Regions from separate parts of the Mus musculus genome. Here region 1 is linked to region 2. Evidence: chromatin contacts called from public HiChIP or PLAC-seq data. All regions are on one chromosome and are shown on one strand. Each heading gives the region's core, a stretch centred on a gene start, on an enhancer-like site or on the middle of the called end of the contact. The rest is flanking DNA. Distances are from core to core; before and after follow the strand shown. Region 1 overlaps Grk3 (G protein-coupled receptor kinase 3). Region 2 overlaps Myo18b (myosin XVIIIb).

Region 1 (6,628 bases), core at 1,874-4,373, 110 kb after region 2:
AGAAGCCAGGCAGTGGTGGCGCACGCCTTTAATCCAAGCACTCGGGAGGCAGAGGCAGATGGATTTCGGAGTTTGAGGTCAGCCTGGTCTACAAAGTGAGTTCCAGGACAGCCAGGGCTACACAGGCTAAACCCTGTCTGGAAAACAACAACAACAACAAAAGTCTAAAAAAGAAACTAAAGAGAATGACTATCTAAAAACTTGTATGAGGCGGAGGCAGGAGAATCAGAAGTTCAAGGACAAAGGACATCCTCAGCTATGTAGAAAGCTGAGGACTAGCCTGGGCTACATGAGATCCTGACTAAAAAACAAACAAATAAAAAAAAAAAATCAATGAGCAAACATACAAATGAGTGGACTTACACAAGATGAAAAGGGATTAAAATCACAGTGTGACTCTACCACACCCTGCCAGAGTAGCTTCTCTGAGGAAAGACCAAATCCTGTGTCAGTGAAGATGCAAAATGTTTAACTGGGAATGGACCAGGCACAGCAAAGAGCCTGGCAGCACCTTGAAGTTCAACAACTTCAAGTCTCAACTTTCCTGAGACCCACATTCAGTTCCCGGGCACTTATCCCGGAAATGTTCATGCATATAACCAAATAAAAGTTGACATGTGACTGAGTGGTGATTCCAGCCTTTTCCACAATGGCTAAAGCCTAAAAATAATACACATTTCCACAATTGCTGCTAAGACACACAGCTAATGGAATATTACTTGGCAATAAAAAAGCTGAACGAGGCAGAGGCAGGTGCATATCTGTGAGCTCAAGGACAGCCCGCTCTACATAGTGAATCTGAGACTATTCAGAGTCAGTGTCTCAATACAGGGGTCAGAGGGAAATAAACTATTGGTTTATGCACTAGACAGCAGATTTAGGTCCTAAAATAATTGCATTGAATTACAGAAGTGAAATTCTCAATCTCCCACAAAACAGTGCATCTTCCTTGATCACAGAGAGCAGAACCAGGCTCTGAGGAGGAGCATGTGTGCACACATGTGTAGCATTACCTAATACACATCATTAGACATGTATTTGTATGTTTAATTTGGCAGAATCAAACTTACCAGGTTTTCCTCTAGCTCACTATGTGTCTGTCTCTGTCTGGCTTACTCCTTCACTTTTTAACTTTAAAAAATTTCACATGTATGAGTGTTTTGCCTGCATGTGCCTCTGTGCAACATGTGTGTGTGTGTTCATAAGTGTATGTGTAATACGTGTATGCATGTGTGTGAATGTATATGTATGTGCATGTACATGTGTGTGCATATGTGTGTGTGTATGTTGCACATGTATGTGTGTATGTGAGTGCATGCATGTGCTTGTGTGTGTGTGTGTGTATAAATGTGTGTGCCTGGTGCCAGAAGAGGCCAGAAAAAAACATCAGATGCCCTGGGACTAGAGTTACAGGCAGCTGTGATCAGCCATGTGGGTGCTGGGAATTGAACATCATATGTATGAATACTAGATCTCCAGTGGTGGAACTGTTTGGGAAGGAGTAGGGGGTGTGGCCTTGTTGCAGGAGGTATGTCACTGGGGGTTGGCAGGCCATTCCCAGTGTGCTTTACCTCCTGTTTGTGAAGCAGATGTGAGCTCTCAGCTGCTGCTCCAGTACCATACCTGCCTGCCCGCTGCGATGCTCCCTCCATGATGGCCATGGATATTGTGGAATCACCTCAGCACACACAAACCCTTCCTTCTACAAGTTGCCCCTGTCATGGTGTTTTACTTCAGCAACAGCTAAGATACCAGTATGCCCTGGGGGCAAAAAATGATACAACAGTGAGGGACCTGATTTCTGGAGTAAAATAATTCAAAATAATAATAAAATAACACGAGCGGCAGACCCAGGGATCTAGATGACCAGGCAAATATACAGGCCATAACTGAAATGCAAATTAAGGGGGAAGTTTTTAATGTTAAAATACCACCAGCTGTAATTGTCTCAAATCTCAGCACTCAGGGGCTGAGGCAGGAGGATCTTGAGTTTAGAGTCAGCCTGGGCTACATAGGGAGACTTTGGCAGAGGAGGGGAGGGGGAGGAGAGTGATCCACGTGTGAGTTGATTGAACATCTGAAGCAATTTGAATCTGAAGAGAGTCACGAGCTCTCTCATAAATGGTTGCAGAAAGAGCTAGGGGTGAAGACAACATGTCTGCCTGGATGTGTTTCTTAATAACTCAAGGGAAATGGGAGGTGGAGGGAAATGAAAATAGCCAGGTAATGCTAGCAGACAGACAAGGCAAGAATAGGGGTGCCAGCTTTCATGTGAAACGAACCAACCTATGCAACGAATACTGATTGGAGTCCAGTGGGTTCCTTAAAATTTAATGGCAGCTGGGTGGAGAGACAGGAGCACCGCCCATCAGGGCTATGGAGACCCTGCTGAGTGTACAGGACAGTCAGCTCCATGGATAAAATGTCTCTGCTGCTAAAGCGGCAAAAGGGCTGGCAAGATGGCTCAGCCAGTAAAGGTGATTGCTGCCAAGTCTGACAACCTAAGTTCAATACCCAGGACCCACATGGTGAAAGTAGATCCAAGCTGTCCTCTGACTTCAGTGCACACCCACACACACACAACTAATTAATTGAAGGACCAGCCACCTGATCTCCCCAGGCCATGGGAAGAGAGGGAAGTCGAAGTGCCTGTTGGAGAAGATTTAATGGCTGATCTAACTGTGTTGCTTCTACAGATAAAATCCACTAAGTTCCGCCTGAGGTCTGGCTGTTTTGTTATGGTGCATAAATATTTTACCCAGTAGGCATCACATTCCCATAAAAGTCTAGTTGCACAGGAAGCAGGTGGGGGAGACCAGGCCAGCTGGTGCATGCATGCAAGTGCTTTGCAAGCCACTCACACCCAGACTGCAGAGGCCACCATTCATCAGAGCTACAAGCAAACTGCGGGCCAGCTTCTTTTTAAAAAAAAAAAAAAAGAAAGAAAAGAAAAGACTCACTTCAAACTTTAAGCCCTTCAAAACGAAACCGCAGGATTTTGGCATTTTGTTTTTCAATGTACAGTTGCTAAAGATTTTCCACAAACAACTCATTAGGCATACAACCCAGAAGGAAATACCCAAAGTCACCATGGAAACTTGGTTCCACTGTTTAAAGCCACCAGACCACACAGGCTGCTCAATGTCTCACCATGAAGATGAGGGCCAGCTCTTCCCTGTTCTCCTCCATCCTCCTGCTCCTCCCTGGTCTCCTGCACCCCCCAGCTCCTCCCTGGTCTCCGGCATCCCCCTGCCCCTCCCTGATTTCCTGCTTCCTCCTGCTACACCCTGGTCTCCTGCATCCCCCAGCTCCTCCCTGATCTCCTCCATCCCCAGCTCCTCCCTGGTCTCCTCCATCCCCAGCTCCTCCCTGGTCTCCTCCATCTCCAGCTCCTTAGCACTGGATCTTACCTATAAATTCCACAGCCTTGAACAATCCAGCAGCCACAAGCCATTTGTTCTTGAGAACATACCAGCAAAATGACTTCAAAGCTCCTCGTGGTACTCCAACAAGATCTGAACAGTCAATACCAAGTCGTGTGTGTGTGTGTGTGTGTGTGTGTGTGTGTGTGTGTGCATGTGTGTGTGTGTGCATGCGTGTGTGTGTGTGTGTGTGTGTGTGTGATGCAAACATATGCCCACACACTCGTGTATTCAAGCATGTGAATGTAAGAGTCTATGGATTTCTTCGTCTATTTCTTCCTCTATTTCATGCCACCTTTGCATTTATGATTGATTGATTGATTGACTGACTGATTGATTGCAACAGGGCCTCACCATGTGGCCCTGGCTGGCCCGGAACTCAGAGAGATCCACCAGACTCTGTTTCCCAAGCACTAAAGGATGTATACCACCATACTCACAGCCCACACACTCCACCTCTTCTCAAACAGAGGCTCTCCCTGAGCTTGGAGCTCGAAAATTCCTTGAGACTAGCTGGCCATCCATCCAAAGGTGTCCTCCTGCCTCGACCCCCTGCCCCAGGATGACAGACAGGAACCATTGGGCATGTGAGTGTTGAAAATTCTGGATCTCCTGGTTGTACTGCCAGCTCATGAAAGCCAAGCCGTCTCCCCAGCCCCCTCCTCCCAAACATACTTGCATTTCACTAGAAATTTAAAAAAAAAGAAAAGAAAAGTCTCCACATATGGTTAACCCCAAACAGACTGCATCTGAAAGGTTAACAGCACCTGAGGCCATCTGTCCATCACATGTCGATCAGAACCACGGCTTTAAACTGGGTTCAAGAGTCGGTTTTATCCATGCAGCACCCAACTCATGAGCTGCTCTATCGCTGGCTACTAGGACACATCTCAGAGGAAGAATCTAAGCCTGGGTCTGTCTTATCTGGAAGACTCCAGGGCCATGGCTCATTAGAAGACACTTTTCTAAAGAGGTCCCAAGTCCTACTCATACATGCACAAGCCACCCACAAGCTTTGCCCCACCCACACCCAAGCCATTCCCCAGCCATTTCCAAGCCACACCCCAGACTCTCCCCAGCCATGCCCACCCACACCCAAGCCACGCCCCAGATATGCCTACCACACCCCAACCTCCCCACCATACCCAAGCTACACTCCAGTTACCCCCCAGCCACACATACACACACACACACACACACACACACACACACACACACACACGCCCCGCCCATAGCTGGCCACGCCTCACCCACAACAAGTCACGCCCCGTCCATGTCCAAGCCACACCCCAGCCTCGCTCCTCCCACACACAAGCCACGCCCAGGCATGCCTCAGCTTTATCCCAGGCACAGCAAGCTCTACCCAGACACAGTGGCCCCCACTACTGTTAAAGATCACTCCTGCCTTTTTATTCCGTGCCCTTTCCCCCTTCTCATGGGAGCCTCCAATGCAAGCTCCAAGATCCCTTTCGGAGTCTTCAGAACCACGAGGCCTTCCATGACCTCCCAGGGCCAGCCCACCGGCTTCTCTGCCTCCCAAGTCACTGTGAACCTCTGAGGACCGGCAGCCACCATTCTGGCACAGAATCACACCTTCTGTCACTATGAACGTACTCACGTATCACCACGGAATGTCCACAAAAGAAGGAGTGAGGAGCTATCACTTTTCTGAATACATCCATGAATAAATCTGAAAAAACTCATGTTAGTTCGTGTTTACTTAGGACGCGATTCGGACCGGAAGTAGTCTTTCCTTAAAGATACAGGATAAGGAGTCCGTTCCCGCGTCTGCCCCCGAGAACGCCCTCCACATTCAGATGCTGCATATAGTGCAACTGCAGAGAGGGAGGTTCACTGATGGTCCCCCACAGAGAGTGCTCCCATTTACCCTTCACGGTTTTTAATTCTCCTCTCTGGATGTGTCAAGATGACCCAGGGTTCCCAGGGGTTTCGCTGGATTACACCTTGTCTAACACCTCACCTCCCTGGAAGTCTGTACAGCTTGCCCTAAGGAAGTCCAGATCAACAACTCTCTGACAGATCAGAACCAGGAAGACTGTATGGACATTGAGATCCGAACCCTGAAAGTCCCCTGCTTGGCCAAGGGCAGCTTGTGAGCCTCTGGATCCAGGACCCTTGATGCTAAGGACTCCGTTCCTCACCATCCTCCACCCGAAGAGAGAAGAACCCAGTCATACCTTAAAACTTAGTGGGGTCACATAAGCAAGTTCTCATCATCTGAAACCTGACCAAAAGGGACGCGCTCCTCCATGCCCCTTCCTTAAAAGGAAGTTGGCTTGCCCTGGGCTCCTCCCTCGCCCCTGCCTTAGCTCCTTCATTAGCTGGTGTCTGGCCTGGAGCAAAAGCTGGCAGGAAGGGCATCAAGGACAGAAGGGACAGTGGGCAGCCATGAGCAACAGAGCTGGTCACTCACTGGCTTCTCATCTTTGCCAAGCCTGGGGTCAAAACTCTTCTGGGGCTGACGTGAGCACTCAGTAGACAAAGAGAAGCATCCTTTCTCTTGGCTCCCCAGCCCTCAGGTAAAATGTGCGGTACCAGGGCACATGCCTGTAATCCCAGCCCTGGAGAGGAAGAGGAGATGGAGGACCTCCAGTGCTCCACAGCCACTCAGACTGACCTAACCAGGGAGCCCAGGGGAATAAGGTGCCTAAAAATAAGGTGGAGACGTTGAAGGATACAAGCAACACTGACCTCTGACCTCCACAGGTGTGTACACACACATGTACACACTCCCTTACACCTGTGCACACGCACACATGTGTGTACAAACACCCACCCACATGCACACTCATGCATACAAGCACACATGCACATGCTCACACACACATGCACATGCACACTCATGCACACAAGATCACACACACAAACATGCCCACAACACAATCTACATGGACACTCATGCACAGGAGCACACACATACACACACACCTACATGCATACTCATACACACTAGTGCATGCACACACAGACACACACATCCACATGCACACTCATGCATACAAGTAAGCACACACACCTACATGCACACTCATGCATAGACACATACATGCATACAACACACATCCACATGCACACTCATGCACAGGAGCACACACACACACCTACATGCACACTCATGCACACAAGCTGGAACACACATGCACACTCATGCACACAAGCACACATACCCGCACACAGATTCACAG
Region 2 (5,783 bases), core at 367-2,866:
TCTGTAATGGGATCTGATGCCCTCTTCTGGTGTGTCTGAAGTGACAGTGTACTGTACTCATATACATAAAATAAATAAATTCTAAAAATAAATACATTGATAATAAATAAATAAAAGAGGGGATATGTTTCTCTATCTCCCTCTCCCTGTCTCTCTGCCTCTCTCTCTTTCACACACACACACACACACACACACACACACACACACACACACACACACACATTCACTCTGTGGTTGATAAGAAAATGGATGTTCCCATGGAATCCAAGAGGAAGAAACAGCCACAGGGCTTCGGGGAGGTCCCTGAGTGGAGGTACATGACCTGGGCCTGACCTTAGAATTATGTTCTTTCAGAGCCGTCCCAACCTCCACCCCCAGGACAAGCTCCTGTGCACTCAAGTACACATGCATGTGCACATGCAAAAGCACAAGCACACACACTCACACACAGAAGCACACACACTCGCACACAGATGCACACACACACATACAAGCACACACACACAAGCAAGCACACAGGCACACAAACTCACACAGGCACACATACTCACATACACTCACACACAGGCACACACAAGCACACATGCATAGGCACACACAAGTACATACATAGGCACACATAAGCACACACAGGTACACAAAATCATACTCACACACAGGCACACACACAAGCATACATACTCACACACAGAAGCATGCACAGACACACACAAGCAAGCACACAGGCACACACAAGCACACATAAGCACACACAGGCACACACACTCACACAGGCACACATACTCACATACACTCACACACAGGCACACACAAGCACACACAGGTACACAAAATCACACTCACACACAAGCACACATACTCACACACAGGCACTCACAAGTACACACAGGCACATACAAGCATACATTCACACACAGGCACACACACTCTCACACAGGCACACACAAAACACATACTCACACACAGGCACACACACTCACATACAGGTACACACAAACACATGTGCACACACACACACACACACACACACATGCACACCATTAAAGCCTTCTTTGGTCATGGGCCTGGAGCTTGGCTGTGAGGACTGCATGGGGTCTGCAGCCCATAGCCACAGGCACGGCAGAACATGGGGACCCCAGGATCACCTTTCAGTCTCTTTTCACATCTCTTTCTAACTCATTTCCCAGCGATGCCTGATGAGAGGCCCGACCTCAGCCTCAGAAGGCCTGACCCCAGGCACTGGCAGCTGCCACACACTGGGCTTGGGTGCCAGGAGCTGGCTGTCCAGCCGTCACCAGGGAGTGACTGGCTGAGCGCCCAGCTTCCTCCATGGCTGGGTAAGGAAGAGACACACGGCTCAAAGAGCCAAGAAGGGACATTCAGGTCTGATGAGACCACATGCCACGGGGGAGGCTAGGAATTTACCACATGCATGTGACCAGAGCAGCCAGGTCTGTGCCTATGGAAAAGTCCCCAATGCATGAGCTCTGTGTGCAGCAGGCACGTACGGGAGGACACCTCTTTCCCCATACTGGCTTCCTTTGGGACACACTGGGGAATGTCCTAGTGACTCATAGGCCCTGAACGGATGAGCTGAGCTGGGGATATGAATAGGCCTGGCTTGACGCTGGCTGTCGTGGCCACTGTGCCCTCTTCATCCTTGGCCAGGACCCTGTGCTGAAATCACTCTCTGTCTGGCGGCTCAAGAACACTGGCTGTGACAGCCCTGAGCTGCCAGCTCTCCCCCGCCCGGGTACCAACCATTGTTCCTGGTGTCCAGCGCCCTGACTCCACCCAAGGGTTCTGGGTCAGCCTCGCTGACTAGAGTCCATTGTACTTCAGGACTCTGTCTTGCCTTGATTGACATACACTCTCATGTTTCTGTCCCTTCCAGGCCAGACCAGAGCATGCTGTCACACGCCAATTTAAGCAGCTTCCAGTGCTGAGTCTGGAATCTGGAAACCCTCTCTCCAGGCTCCTCTGGGAGGGGGGCTGGTGAGAGGAGTCCCAAGCCCTAGATCTGTAAGTGGCCTGGGATATTGTCCATGTTCAGGCAGGAGCTGAGTAGCTCACCATGGCTCTCTGATCTTCTTCCTCCACCACAGAGTGTCCAGTCTCCAAAAGGTAGCCAGAGTTTACCTGCCTCCTAAAGTAAATAAATGTTCAAGTCTTCATGGGACCAAAAGGGTCACTCATGACCCCTGTCTGACAGCTCCCCTAATCCCAAGGCAGTTAAAGTAAGCCCTGGGTATACCCTTCAGGGTACTTGGTCACCTCAGGCCCTTGGCAATGCTCTTCTGCCTACACACCTACATCTCCACTCCCCTGGGATCTCTGCTGAAAGTCACCATTCTCAAAGAAGTAACAGAACCACCTCATTCCGTTGTACTCCCCTGTGGCCTGGTTCCCTTCCATGTGCTATGAATGTTTGTTGAGAGGATAAGAGAAGGAAGAAGGTGCAAAGGGACCCCAGGGACAGTGCACCCCAGGGCTTCTGCTGTCCCATTCACAGTAGGGGTGTCCCCAGTTCACATCCTAGGAGATCTGGGGAGCCACACTTAAAACAATCTGGGTTTGCCTCTTGACTCAATTGCCAAAGCCACCTTCTCCCACAGTTAAGAACTGACCCTGGTCCTGGCCCTGAGGTCCTCACAGTGAAATCGCCCCAATCCTGCTGGAGCTGACATGAAATTGCATTAAAATCGGAGCTAGTACTTATTGCTAGTGTCGCTCTGCTCACCAACAGAGCTGGCAGCCGCTCAGAGAGGGTGAGGCCTTGCCTGAGGTCACCCAGCAAAAGTCTGAGGAAATTCCTGACACAAGGATGTTCACATTCTCTCTCACCATAGTCCACACGAGTATTCGGAAGGTCAACACAAGGGTACCACGTCGAGGCGTCCCATATCTGATGCCGAGTTGTGGAACCCCTAGAAGATGGCCAAAGTGTCTCTGTTAAGGGGGAGAATTGGGTTGGGGAGGGGTGCCTGTCATAGGGCTAAAAGTGCTGGTGACTGGGAATCAGAGAGGTTGAGTGTTGGTACATGGTCACACAGCAGGGAACAGCCACGGCCTGGATCGCTATATCCATAGTCTCTGAACTCAGGCTCCTCCTCCTCTGAGATACAGCACAGAGCACAGCTTTGATAACACCATCTTTGGAAGCCATTACATTCCAAAGTCTTCCAGTCTTGGCCAGGTTTTTTAGAGAGTAATTCCAGCCTGGGACCCTCCCCTCAGGCAAAAGAGGAGGAGGCTCTGTGACCCACATACAGGCAGTGGAGCAGTTTCTCAACTCAGATGAGCCAATGATCCCCCAGAACATAGTGGCCTCCCCAGGCCCCACCCGCGGCTCACTCTCCATGGCGCATGCCAGCTTCCCCACGGCTAAGTCGGTCCTGCCTCTTGATCATCCTGAGCTGCTCTGGGCCTCCTTCCTCACACAGGCAAGTAGAGGGTTCAGTCACATGCTGAGCTCTTCCACACAACCAAGAGGCTGGCTTTTGGAAGACCGAGTAGCCTATTACCAGCTCTCTGCCGGTCCCAGAGAGAGGACAGGCACTCAGGAGAACCGGCACCCTGAGAGAACGGAAGTAACCCCTTCAGCCCCTGGCTCCGTCTTTGCATCACGCAGTAAACAGTCTTCCTCCGCTCTCCTAAAGCCGTGGCAGGAATTGCTTGTGTGGTGGACCTTTGTTTTCCACCCTGTGAAGAAGAGCCTGGGTCGAGAGGAGTCCCCAGCCCAGCGGCAGGTGTCAAGGGGCATCTCTCCCACCTAGTCAGTAGGGATCCCTCTATCAAAGCCTATTTCCTCAGGCCAGTCACTCTTCCTGCTTCCATCAGAAGGTCCTGGTTCACTCTGGGTCCAGGAGGCATCTTGTTAGCTCCAGAGCACAGCACTCATTGTGCCTGGGAAGGAGCGGGTAGTTTTCTCTGTATGTAGGGATCTATGCATCTGTCTGAACCCCTCCCTGCTTCGAAAAAGACAGCCTCAGGCATATGCAAATAAGCAGGCCTGCGTTTTAAGGGCAGGTTTGTTTGTTTTGTTTTGTTTTGGAGACAGGGTCTCACTGTGGTGCCCTGGTTGTCTGGAGCCCACTGTATAGACCCAGGCTCCTCTTGAACTCACAAAGATCCACCTGCCTCTGCCTCCCAAGCATGGGGATCAAAAGTGTGTGCCACTGTGCCCTGCTTAAATGGAGAGTTTAAAACCAGGCAGAGACTCAGAGGGTCAACAGAGCCCATGAATGCCATTTTCTGACCCTGTCTCCACAGTCAGATCACATCCGGTTCTCACTTTCTTCATACAAAACAGCCACAGTGACCCAACTGCTCTCCTCAAGGACCCAGCCAGGCAGCAGCCCTGCCCTGGGCAAAGAACCCCTGAAAGATGAAGCCAGGGAGGAAAGGGCTGTGGCTCCAACATCTGCATGACCCATGGGCTTGAGTCTGAACAAAGACCATGGTGCTTATCTATAGCCTCAGGACCTTAAGGAGCCCTCATCCCTCCATCACTCATCCCACCATCCCTCATCCCTCCATCACTCATCCCTCCATGCCCTCCCCATCTCCCTGCCATCCACCTCCTCATCCCTCATCCCTCCATGCCCTCATCCCTCCATCTCTCCATCCTCTCATCTCTCTATCCCCTCATCCCTCTACCCCTCTGTACCCTCATCCCCCATCCCTTCATCCTCCATCCCACTGTCGTTCGCCCTTCCTGTTCTCCTCCCTCTGTACCCAACCCCATGAGGCCCCTACACCTCCAGAGCTTCCCTGGTCCCTATGTCCTTAACCCCAGCACTCATACCTTGAGTGAGTTCCTTCACTCACCAGTCCCTCCATAAATCTCACTGACTGTACAGAAAGAATTTGAACACGGTGTCCAGGCCAATTTGGTTCCAATACCCAGACTGATTCTAAGAAGTGGGGCATGGTTACTTAGACTGTTAGGAAGAACTCAGAGCTGTGTCTGTACTTGGGGGCAAAAGAGTCCTCTGGTTGGTGATTAATGCCTGCCCTAGACATGGAAGGAGTGAGTGGAGCACCTGCTGGGAGGACTGAGTAGAGCATCTTCCAGGAGGAGTGGGTAGAGCACCTGCTGGGAGGAGTGGGTAGAGCACCTGCTGGGAGGTGTGGGTAGAGCACCTGCTGGGAGGAGTGGATGGAACATCTGATGTTAGGAGTGGGTAGAGCACCTGCTGGGAGGAGTGGGTAGAGCACCTGCTGGAAGGAATGGGTAGAGCACCTGATAGGAGGAGTTGATGGAGCACTTTCTGGGAGGAGCGGATGGAGCACTTGCTGGGAGGAGCAGATGGAGTACCTGTGCATTTGCAGGCTATTGGCTAAATGACCAAAGGAGACTGTTGTGGTTCATTCACAGTGCAGGGGCTAGCTCACTCTGGCCTTGAGCTGAACCATACAGAAAGGAAGAAAACCCTTCTCTTCATTAGTGCGGGGGAAGGCTGCAGCCAGCCTCATCAAGGGCTGCAGCTGTGTCTATAGCACTGTGTCCTACTTAGAACTGGAAAGAGTACAGGGAATGAGCCAGGTGTGGTGGTGCACACTCAGAATCCCAGATGCAAGAAGCTAAGGCAGGTGGCTCTTGAGTTCAAGGCCAGCCTGGGCTATGTATTAAGACCCTATCTCAAAAACCCCTGAAAGCACAGAAGATAAGAGCTGGAAGCTTGATGGAGAGATGGCATGCTGTGCTGGGTGAGTTATATCCAGGGAAGGGAATCTTGATGGAGAAAATGTGTCCATCAAACTGGCCTATAGGCAAGCCT

The links. HiChIP or PLAC-seq counts read pairs in DNA pulled down with a chosen protein or histone mark.
Region 1: an H3K27ac HiChIP or PLAC-seq map of stem cell-derived neural progenitor cells shows a contact between it and region 2. The contact joins two enhancer-like sites. A contact is called at or near these places in 3 of 39 promoter capture datasets (the HPC-7 cell line, liver and stem cell-derived epiblast-like cells), 7 of 484 Hi-C or Micro-C datasets (the HPC-7 cell line, bone marrow-derived macrophages, cardiomyocytes and 3 more), 5 of 115 datasets of contacts at active chromatin or transcription factors (cardiomyocytes, embryonic stem cells, microglia and 1 more) and 3 of 9 other capture datasets (adipose tissue, liver and pancreatic islet).

What each region holds. Positions count from the first base shown.
Region 1 is chr5:112,994,823-113,001,450 of GRCm38.p6, forward strand. All of the region lies in intron 1 of Grk3 (G protein-coupled receptor kinase 3), which reads right to left. Among named protein-coding and RNA genes, the nearest start is that of Grk3, 17 kb to the right of the region's middle. Within about 2 kb of position 3,124, at least 16 of the 459 cell types and tissues checked have an H3K27ac peak or open chromatin away from gene starts, as enhancers often do. A contact at or near this core is called in neural progenitor cells and stem cell-derived neural progenitor cells, where this site is marked.
Region 2 is chr5:112,885,500-112,891,282 of GRCm38.p6, forward strand. The region is part of intron 1 of Myo18b (myosin XVIIIb); the gene reads right to left. Among named protein-coding and RNA genes, the nearest start is that of Myo18b, 8.0 kb to the right of the region's middle. Within about 2 kb of position 1,617, at least 77 of the 459 cell types and tissues checked have an H3K27ac peak or open chromatin away from gene starts, as enhancers often do. A contact at or near this core is called in neural progenitor cells and stem cell-derived neural progenitor cells, where this site is marked.